2 separate regions of the Rattus norvegicus genome follow, and region 2 is linked to region 1. Evidence: chromatin contacts called from public Hi-C data. All regions are on one chromosome and are shown on one strand. Each heading gives the region's core, a stretch centred on a gene start, on an enhancer-like site or on the middle of the called end of the contact. The rest is flanking DNA. Distances are from core to core; before and after follow the strand shown. Region 1 holds the start of Fbxo45 (F-box protein 45). Region 2 has its middle 22 kb from the start of Cep19.

Region 1 (5,020 bases), core at 1,755-4,254:
GAGATGGTTCAGTGCTTAAGAGAACTTTACTAGCTGCTATTTGAAAGGATCACCTTGGTTCCCAGTACCCACATGGCAGTTCACAACCAACAAATAACTCCAGTCCCAGGAGATCCAGTGCTTTCTTTGGACCTCTGAGGGTACCGGGTATCAAATGTGTTAAACACATGCACACCTGTAATCCTAGCACTTAGGAGGCTGAGGCAGGAAGATATTGAGTTCTGGGCCACTGTGGGCTACATACTGAGACCCTCAAAGGAAAAAATGGTGTGTGTGTGTGTGTGTGTGTGTGTGTGTGTGTGTGTGTGTGTGTGTGTGTGAAACAGAGTGCTATGACAGAGTAGGGGAAAGTTATTTAAATATATGTTAAGTCAAAACAATTTAGAAATGAAGTGTTTGCAAGCTGCTGTTGTTGACTTTGTACACTTGAAGCAGACAGCCTTGTAGAAATGTGTCCATGCCAAAATTACTTCCCTCACCTATCGAGTTCCTAAGCACTGTGAGGTCACCTAAAGCACAGAATTACTCATATCCTACCATGATTAGTTTAATTAGATAATAGATTCATTTCCTCCAACTCCTAATTTGATGAGGGAATGCGTAAGAGCAAAGTAGGGCATGTTAAAGGAATCTTTTAAAAGGGTAAAATGCCACAGGGGGCAGTTCCGAGCAGGTAGAATGGATAAAGTCCTGGGGGAGGTGGGGAGGGGAGGTTCATGAAGAGCAGGTGAAGGACCTGTAACAAGAAGGGAGTGATGAAGGCCATCTTCTTACACTTTGAAACCATCCTGGCTCTAGTTGTGTGACGACATGCCACTAGAGTCATATGAACAACTGGGGTAAAGACACAACAGAATGAAGCTGGGCAGTGGGGCATGCCTTTTAATACTAGCACAAAGGCGGCTGTGAATCCAAGGCTAGTCTGGTCTACATATCAAGGTCCAGATTATTTAGGGCTATACAGAAAAATCCAGTCTTAAAAAACAAGCACCACCCCCCCCCCAAAAAAAAAAACAAAAGAGAGCAGAATGATACCATTGGATACTTCAAAGATTCGTCTTAAGACAAGATAAAGTATTTGATAAGTGGATGATCTCTGCCATCAGTGTTTTTTCAGTCATACCTTTATTTATGAATTTCCACTATCCATTTGTACAAGCCTGAAATAGATAGATAGATGACAGAGAGAAATAAAGAAAGAGAGAGAGAGGGAGGGAGGGAGAGAGAGAGAGAGAGAGAGAGAGAGAGAGAGAGAAAGAGAGAGAGAAAGAAAGACCGTCTGAATCTGTCTCACCTAGGGTCCCCAAGTAACTAGAGTCTATACTCTCAGTACTATGGTGCTTTGCCCATGCCTTTCAATCTAACCATTCTATGTATGTAGTTCTTTACTTTCTTTTCAGATCCACAAAATTTAAAGGAAAAGCAATTGTCATTCAGACAAAATTTGGTTCAACATTCAGGAGCCATGAAGAGAGAGGCCATTACTATAATGTGTGGGTCAACATTTCTTCATAGATTTGGACTAAAGTTAGTCCTGATGTGGAGAAACTAAGTGACAACCAAAACAACTCAAAGACTGTGACATTAGCCTAGACACAATAGACAAAAATTTGGGTTACTTGGTGGAAGACACCTTGAGGAAGGGATTAGCAAGGCATAAGCATGTAATTATACCCCAGTAGGGAAGCAGTTGTTGTTCATTTGTTTTTACTAAAAATCAGGAAGTGGATTGCACATAGGTGGATCTCAGGCAAGGTTTCTTGCTACAAAAAATTGCACAATACTGGACTTGACTACTGAGCCTGTGGGCCCTATTACAATAATCACTTCATAGTCTTGAGAATTATAAAAGTCAGATTAAAAGATCTCATCAATGCCTGGCTCACACTGTAGTTCTTTTGTTTTATGTGTATGGCGTGTGTATGCGTACACCTCGGTCATTCGTGAAGCTGGAAGGCTTGGCTCCCCTTGAACTGAAGTTCAAATAATGCTAGGTTCTTTTCCTCCCACTGTTGGGATTACAAATTACAAAACAAAAAACAAAAAACTACACATATTTCCTTAATCTTTTTACTATGAGATGAACCGAATTCACTATATTTTGTCCAAAAGACTGTGACACTTGGTATTCAAATGACCCTTTGAAATTACCCAAACTTGTTTAATATCAAATATAATAAAAACCTGCGTATTTACGACGGTTGCTCAGATTTAGCCACCTTACTTTTAGAATGGATACTGTATAGATGTTCTGTTGAGTCCCCTACTGTCCTAGCCAGGAAAAGACGATGTCAATTTCTCAAGGTAAAAAATAAAGTAAAATGGATCTAACCTGACCACGACAAGAGGTCTCCAACTGCCCAAAGGTAAAGTTAATGGATCCAAGCGAACTGAAGATGAAGGATCTAAGAACTGGCTAGCAAACTTTGTCGTAAACAAAGTTGGAGAATGAGCAGAAAGCAAATGAAACGGGAAACTCCGTAGGAAGAGAGGCCAAGGAAAGCCGACTCAAGGCCATTAGAGGAAAAACAGAAAAACGCACTTGAGAACAGATCAGAATCCCACTAGCCAACAGCCTCATACCTGGGCTTCCAGTTCCCGGTGGCGCGTAGTGATGACCTCAGGCGCAGCATCCAATCCCATCAAGCTTAGGGAGCGAGGCGCCTCCACCGAACAGTCACTTCCGGGCTGAGAGGCGCGGCGGCCGAGCTGGGCGTGCGCCCTTGCTTCTTGCCCTCAACCCGCATGGCGGATCCCGGGGCGCGTCGCGGGCAGGCAGGGCGAGGCGGGTGGTTCCGGCGCCCGCGCTGAGCGGCTACGAGGGGCGGGGACCCGAGTGGCCCGCGCCATCTGCCCTCAGTGAGGCGGGGCGCGCAGCGGACGCCCCCGGGCAGGGGCGGGAGCGGTGGAGGCGCGAGCGGCTGTCGCTGAAAGGGGCGGTGAGCGAGCTGCTCCGGTCTCTAGGCGAGGCTTGGCCTCCCGCGCCGAGACGGGGCGCAGCGACGGCAGCGGCGGCCCTCGGGCCGGCTGGTGAGGCGATGGCGGCGCCGGGCCCGGGGGCTGGGGCAGCCTCGGGCGGCGCTAGCGGCGGCGCCGGCGCCAGCGGCGGCGCCGGCGCCAGCGCCGGCGCGGGATCCGCGTCCTCCGGGATCGGCGGCCGGTTGCCCAGCCGGGTGCTGGAGTTGGTGTTCTCCTACCTGGAGCTGTCCGAGCTGCGGAGCTGCGCCCTGGTGTGCAAGCACTGGTACCGCTGCCTCCACGGCGATGAGAACAGCGAGGTGTGGCGGAGCCTGTGCGCCCGCAGCCTAGCAGAAGAGGCTCTGCGCACGGACATCCTCTGCAACCTGCCCAGCTACAAGGCCAAGGTGAGGGAATCCCGGGCCATGTCGAAGCCCAGTTCCTCTCCTGCCCGGTGTTCTTGGGGTTTACCTTGAAAGCTTGAGTTAGAGGTTTCATCTCACCATCCCGTCTTTCTACGGCTTAAGCCAGTCAGTACCACCCCTCCTTTCCATAACGATCTTTTCTTTGGATTGAAGTTGTGCTTCGTAATCCACCTCACTTTTAAAAATACTAGGTGGTTTCCCATCATTCATTTTCCTCAGCTCTACTTTCAACAGTTTTTGCTCTTAAAGACCAGCCGATACCCTTGATCATATATTTTCCCTGGCCTCCAAGTAGAATGGCACTAATGCATTCGAGGTCGCTTTAAAATGGGTTTAGTTGCTGGGGCTTTTGCGTTCACCATCCCCTTTCTTGGCTCTGATTAATAAGCACGTTTTCATTATTTTCACCCATGTTCTCTTAGGGCCACAATATTTAACGCTTCCAAGTGATGATCAGGGTAGGCATCCTGCTAACTAACTTGTAAGAAAGAGACTTTAATATTACTTCCTCTCATTGGTGCGGTATAACTCATCAAACTGCCTTGTCCTGCTGTTATTGATAACTTTTCTTAGTTCTACTGGGGTGATGTCTCTTTTGTCATGTAATATGTTTATTCCTGTTTTGCTGGGCTTTTGTTGTTGTCGTTCTTGATTCTTGTGCTTTCATAACAAAATTAAAATGCTAACAAACAGGTCGTGGCAGGACCAAGTATTCTCCAGCATACAAACAAAAGGCCTTGGACTAAGGTTCATGTAGGTAGATAGTAGCTCTTCAGGATAGCAGTCATCAAAAGCATATGAAGCTGGATGTGGTGGCGCACACCTTTAATCCCAGCACTCCAGAGGCAGAGGCAGAGGCAGGTGCACCTCTGTGAGTTAGGGCCAGCTTGGTCTGCCAAGTGAGTTCCAGGACAGCCAGGGCTACATAAAATGAGAGACTGTCCAAAACAAGGAGCATATACGAGAGATGATAGACGTCTGACCAGGAATGTAGTAAATATATCTTTTCTTTTTTAATTCTATATTGCCAGTGAGTGTCTAAGTAATTTTTAATGTGAAATAGGTGCACTCTTTCTTTTAATATACATGTATTATTATAAATATGTGTATACACATATTTTATGTCTGTTTTTGGAGACAGGGTCTCACTGTGTGTCCGGGTGGTCTCCAACTTGCCATCTTTCTGTCTGTTCCTTGAGAGTGCTGGGATTATAGGATGGGCCACAGTACTGATATATTCTTATATATTAAGACGAGTTTTCGTCTGATGAGAGAAGGAACACTGCTGTCAATTATGTCAACTACCAAATAAATTGTCTGTCTGTCTGTCTGTCTTTCTTTTTTTCTTTCTTCCTTTCTTTCTTTTTTTCTTTCTTTATTTATCTGAGACAGGATTTCAGTATTCAGCCTCGGCTGGCTTGGAAGTTAACAGAAATCCACCTGCCTCTTGTCTTCAAAGTTCTGAGTCTAAAAGTGCCACCACTCCTGCCACCGTCCCCATCATATTTTTGTACTTATTTTTTCTTTGACACAAGTACACATACTCATGCATATGTGAAGAATACCAGTGCCCACAGAATCTAGAATGTCTACTGCTGTAGCTGGAGTTACAGACATGTGACCTCCCTCTGCAACAC
Region 2 (5,020 bases), core at 1,364-3,863, 110 kb after region 1:
AACTGAGTGTGGTGGCTCATGGCTCTAACCCCAGCACTCAAGAGGCAGACAGATACGAGAGGATGGCTGCGGGTTTGGGGTCAGCCAGGGCTGTGTTGCAAGAACAGGATATCAAATCAACCGAAAAACACACAAGATGCTCAAAATCAGGAAAAGATGAAGATTCAACCTCAAAATAATTTACTAACACAGGCCTACAAGAAAGGGTTTAAAAACTCTGGTGATACCAATTTCTTGAGGTTATGGAACCACTAGTGTCTGATAGGAAGGCAAATTGAAGCAGTTTGTAGAAGTGTTATGATATCTATTAAAGCAAATGTCTTAGGGTTTTGCTGCTGTGAACAGACACCATGACCAAGGCAACTCTTATTTTTTTTTAAAGATTTATTTATTATATGTAAGTACACTGTAGCTGTCTTCAGACACAGCAGAAGAGGACATCAGACCTTATTACAGATGGTTGTGAGCCACCATGTGGTTGCTGGGATTTGAACTCAGGACCTCTGGAAGAGCAGTCTGTGCTCTTAACCACTGAGCCATCTCTCCAGCCCCAAGGCAACTCTTATAAGGACAACCTTTAATTGGGGCTGCTTGCAGGTTCAGAGGTTCAGTCCATTATCATCAAGGCAGGAACATGGCAGCATCCAGGCAGGCATGGTGCAGGAGGAGCTGAGAGTTCTACATCTTCATCCGAAGGCTGCTAGCAGAACACTGACTTCCAGGCAGCTAGGATGAGGGTCTTAAAGCCCACACCCACAGTACCATACCTACTCCAGCAAGGCCACACCTATGCCAACAGAGCCACATGCTCTAATAGTGCCACCCCTGGGCTGAGCATATACAAATCATCACAGTAAATATGCATAGACATATGTATATATCCTATAGTCCACAATCCCATTCTACTATACAAGAAAACAAAAGCGTGACAAAGACATTTCTCTGAACATTTGACATTCTTCACAATAACCCTAAACTGGCAACAGCTTAAAACTCTGTTCACCACTCTCGGTTGGACACTGGAGCTGGAGAGACTTCGCTTTTAAATGCACTTGGCGGCTCTTCCAGAGGATCCAGATTTGACACCCAGCAACCACATGGGGAAGCTCACGGTCAGCTCTAAGGTACCCTGTACCCTCTTCTGGCCTCCAAGGGTACCTGACCTCACATGGCAGACACAGATAAAAAAGATGGCCAAGTTGTAACACAGCCATCAATGGGATGTTACATAGCAACTCAAACAGTAAAGTGTCAGCACATGCTGGTACCTGGGTCTCACTGTCCTGTGTTGGGCAAAGACGTCAGCTGCCAGAGATCGCACTGCAAAAGCCAATGATGTGTAAGACGGGAACAATGTGGGCAGATTCAGAGTGGCTGCTGCCTTTGGGGGCGCAGTGTGAGGTGACCGAACAGTGTGAGGTGACACATTAATCGGGCCAGACATTTAAAGCAGGTGCACCTTGTCCTTCCGCACAATGAAAAGCACTATGGGATAGCAATGGTGGAGAACTGGAACAGTAGACAGCAGACTAGGAAAGCAAATGTGGACATAGGGCGAAGGAAGGAGTTCATGAGACTGGTGCTTACAGACTTGGAGGGAACCACAAGAACGTCACCCTAGAGAAAAAAAAAAGGGCTAAAACTAATCCTCCCCGGATGAGTATATAAATATATAAATGCTCTTTCTTTGCAGTTTTATCTTATATTTTAAGGGACATTGATTCTTTAAATATTTGATAGAAATGTTTTTCAAAAAGTGAATCGTGGGGCTGGGGATTTAGCTCAGTGGTAGAGCACTTACCTAGGAAGCGCAAGGCCCTGGGTTCGGTCCCCAGCTCCGAAAAAAAAGAACCAAAAAAAAAAAAAAAAAAAAAGTGAATCGTATGCCTGTCATCCCAGTACTTGAGTTCTGAAAAGCAGAAAGGTGCTATGAGTTTGTGGCCAGCATGGTCTACCTAGTGAGTCCCAGGTTAGCCAGGACTACACAGTGAAATCCTGTCTCAAAAACTAAAAACAACAACAGGCCCAGGATGGTGGAGTACACCCTTAATCTAGCACTTAGAGGCAGAGGCTGGTGAATCTCGGAGTTCAGGACCAGCCTATTCTATGTAGCAAGTTTAGGCCAGCCAAGGCTATACAATGACACCCTGTGTACCCTATGTCAAAAACAAAATAATAATTAAAAAAAATAGAAAGAAAGGAAAAAAATTATCTAAGAAGATCTAGCTTAGGGAAACTTGCCAAAGGGCTATTCAGTTATTGAATACACCTTGTTTATAAAGCATGTTGTAGAAAATGGTTCTTCAAACAGTGGAGAAAAGAGAACTATTTCCTCTTACTAAACCATGAAGATCTCTCTCCCTCCTGGAAGATACATTTATTAGGAAGATTTTTGTGTGAACGAGGTGTTGTGAAACAGCCTGCGGCAAATTGGCTGCTTATGTTAGGGTCTGCTGCCCAAATTTGGTCACATGTGTACAATGTTTGCTATCAGATACGTTAACAAAATCGTCATAAGACATATTTTGTGGACTCACAAAGCCTCAGGCCTCTGTCTCTCCAGGTACCACCCTCTTGCCCACTCTCCCAACCCCCATCCTCCCCCCCCCAGGAGGTTGTCACCCTATCAAGTCTTAATTAGGGCCAAGACAAAAGTCTTTCTGAGCCAGCAGTGAATTGCAGGTCATCTAGAACAGGCTTCAATACCATTCAGTCTACAGCATGTGGGTGACAGGCCTGTGACCCTGCTTGGCAGGGCGTGGTCCCCAGTATTTCCAGAGAAGCCACACATCTTAGACACTACCAACTTCCCCAGTGAAAAAAAAATCTCTCACATCCACCATGCTGGCCCCAGAGCTCTCTGAAGCGTGTAACCTGCCTGGCTAACCACTCCTACAGCACACACACTGGTTTAGGGCATCTAGCCAGCTCAGCATAGAGATCTAATCTAAGGAATGCACCCACGTACAGCCAGTGGACTCTGGTGGCATTTTAGAAGAAAGCTGTAACAACGCAAACACCACTGTGGAAGTTATTTCTCAATGGAAGACGTATGTCAAGGTCGGTGGGTGTGGCTAAGCCTCTCTTTGATATTCAGTACAGGGCAGGTGGTATTGGAAATGATAAACCTTGGCTGGGATGTGGCTCGCTCCGTAGGGTACTTGCCTAGCATGCATGAAGCCCTGGGTTCCATCCCAGCACCAAATAAAACTATTAACGTAGGCGCTGCGTGTCTGCAATTCCTGCAGAAAAGAGGGAAACAGGGGGGCTGGGGATTTAGCTCAGTGGTAGAGCGCTTACCTAGGAAGCACAAGGCCCTGGGTTCGGTCCCCAGCTCCGGAAAAAAAGAACCAAAAAAAAAAAAAAAAAAAAAAAGAGAGAGGGAAACAGGAGGATCAGAGGGTGGAGGGTATTTTCAGCTACCTAGTGAGGTTGAGGGCAGCTTGGGATACACAGAACTGTCCCTAAGGGTGGAGAGCTAGAGAAACGGCTCAATGGTTAGGAGCACCCGCTGCTGTAGCAGAGGACTGGGTTGAGTTCCCAATGCCCTATCTGTCAGTTCACAGCTACCGTATCTCCCGTTCCAGGTGATTGTATGGCCTCTTCTGGGCCTCTGGAAGTACCTCACACACGTGAGCACAATCACATGAATAAACAGTAAGTGAAATAAACCGGGAAAAGGAGTTGCAGTAACATTGATGTTGCCTTTAGTAAGGGGGGTTTGAAGAAAATGGAGAAATAAGTTATAAATTCCAATGATCTCTAAAGACCCTTAACCACGGATTAGCCTCGCCTCTGACGTTCACCAAATGCTAAGTCTCCTGCTGTTTACGTCACCCGTCACCCACTCCCAAGTCGTTTCTAAAAGTGCTAGAAATTCTTCGGAAGGCTCTCAAGGAAAGCCTCAACCAGGCAGGTTAAGACATAGAGTCACCGGAACACTCCTGCTCCCTGGTGGCAATGTTCGGAACTGCATGGACAAGGCCGGAGGTGCTTGCCCGAGGGGTGTGTGGGTGAGAGAGAAAGGGGCGGGGGGGGGGGAGGAGAGAGAGAGAGAGAGAGAGATAGAGGTAGAGGGAGAGAGCGAGAGCGAGAGCGAGAGCGAGAGCGAGAGCGAGAGCGAGAGCGAGAGCGAGAGCGAGAGCGAGAGCGAGAGCGAGAGCGAGAGCGAGAGCGAGAGCGAGAGCGAGAGCGAGAGCGAGGTGGAAATCGTGAAAAGAAAACCCCGAAATAAATGGTTAATTTTCTTGCCTCCCTGGTGCTTCCTGTCCATCAGTGTTCACTACACCTGCAGGAAGTGTCAGAAGCCACCCACCTACTCACAGGAATTGCAGTTCCCCTGCTTTCTTTTTTCTTTTTGATTCTTTAGTGAACTTTAATCTGTGGAACATATCCACGTCTTCCTGTTATTAGGGGATATGATGAAAGTCCAAGCCTTGGGAGAGGTACGAAATCCAGCCAATAGCAATTTCTATGAGTAGGCCTATGAGGGCATGGGCAAGTGAAAGAACAGGGAAAGAATTCAAGACTGAACAAAGCTGTAAACTGATTAATTGGGTTTAATTACGGGGAAAGGAGCTTGAAGAATTAGGCTTCCCGCTGAACTAAGCAGAAGGGCGTTACAACCCCAGCTCGGTTGGCAGGACACCTCTTTAAAAGGTCCAGTTTGGTTTGTATATGGGAGTGTGGAGCTGGTGTGGGAGAGGGAAGCAACAAGGGAGGGACAAGTAAAGCAAAGATCTGGAGATGGGATTTAGGTCAACGAAAGGGCGGGAACCAAGTCTTTGCATTTAAGTGCTGAAGCCCTACTCTGGCACAGTCCCTCCTCAGCTGGCTGCGGTCCTGGGACCTGTGAGGGTGGGGGGTCCGCTGGGCGATGGGACGGGGTTTAGATTCTGCTCTCTGTGTGGCAACTTGCTTTTCAGTTAGTCATGGATCCCATCCCGAGCTCTTTCCAGGTCACCTTTGGCTTTACCCCTGGTCTCCAGGTCAGTCTTTGTTTTCTTTCTTCTTTTTAAAA

What was found. A called contact is a pair of places that touch in the nucleus more often than the background predicts.
Region 2: a Hi-C map of mammary epithelial cells shows a contact between it and region 1, with 2.9 times the contacts expected there. The contact joins the enhancer-like site here to the promoter of Fbxo45 in region 1. A contact is called at or near these places in 4 of 12 Hi-C or Micro-C datasets (the A7r5 cell line, Schwann cells, frontal cortex and 1 more).

What each region holds. Positions count from the first base shown.
Region 1 is chr11:82,053,453-82,058,472 of GRCr8, forward strand. It overlaps Fbxo45 (F-box protein 45), which reads left to right and starts at 3,005. Exons shown (of 3, transcript NM_001398607.1): 1 at 3,005-3,365. The coding sequence starts at 3,039. Wdr53 (WD repeat domain 53) reads right to left here and starts at 2,592. Exons shown (of 3, transcript NM_001399296.1): 1 at 2,333-2,592.
Region 2 is chr11:82,167,483-82,172,502 of GRCr8, forward strand. No RefSeq gene overlaps it. Among named protein-coding and RNA genes, the nearest start is that of Cep19, 22 kb to the right of the region's middle. Within about 2 kb of position 2,614, at least 10 of the 93 cell types and tissues checked have an H3K27ac peak or open chromatin away from gene starts, as enhancers often do.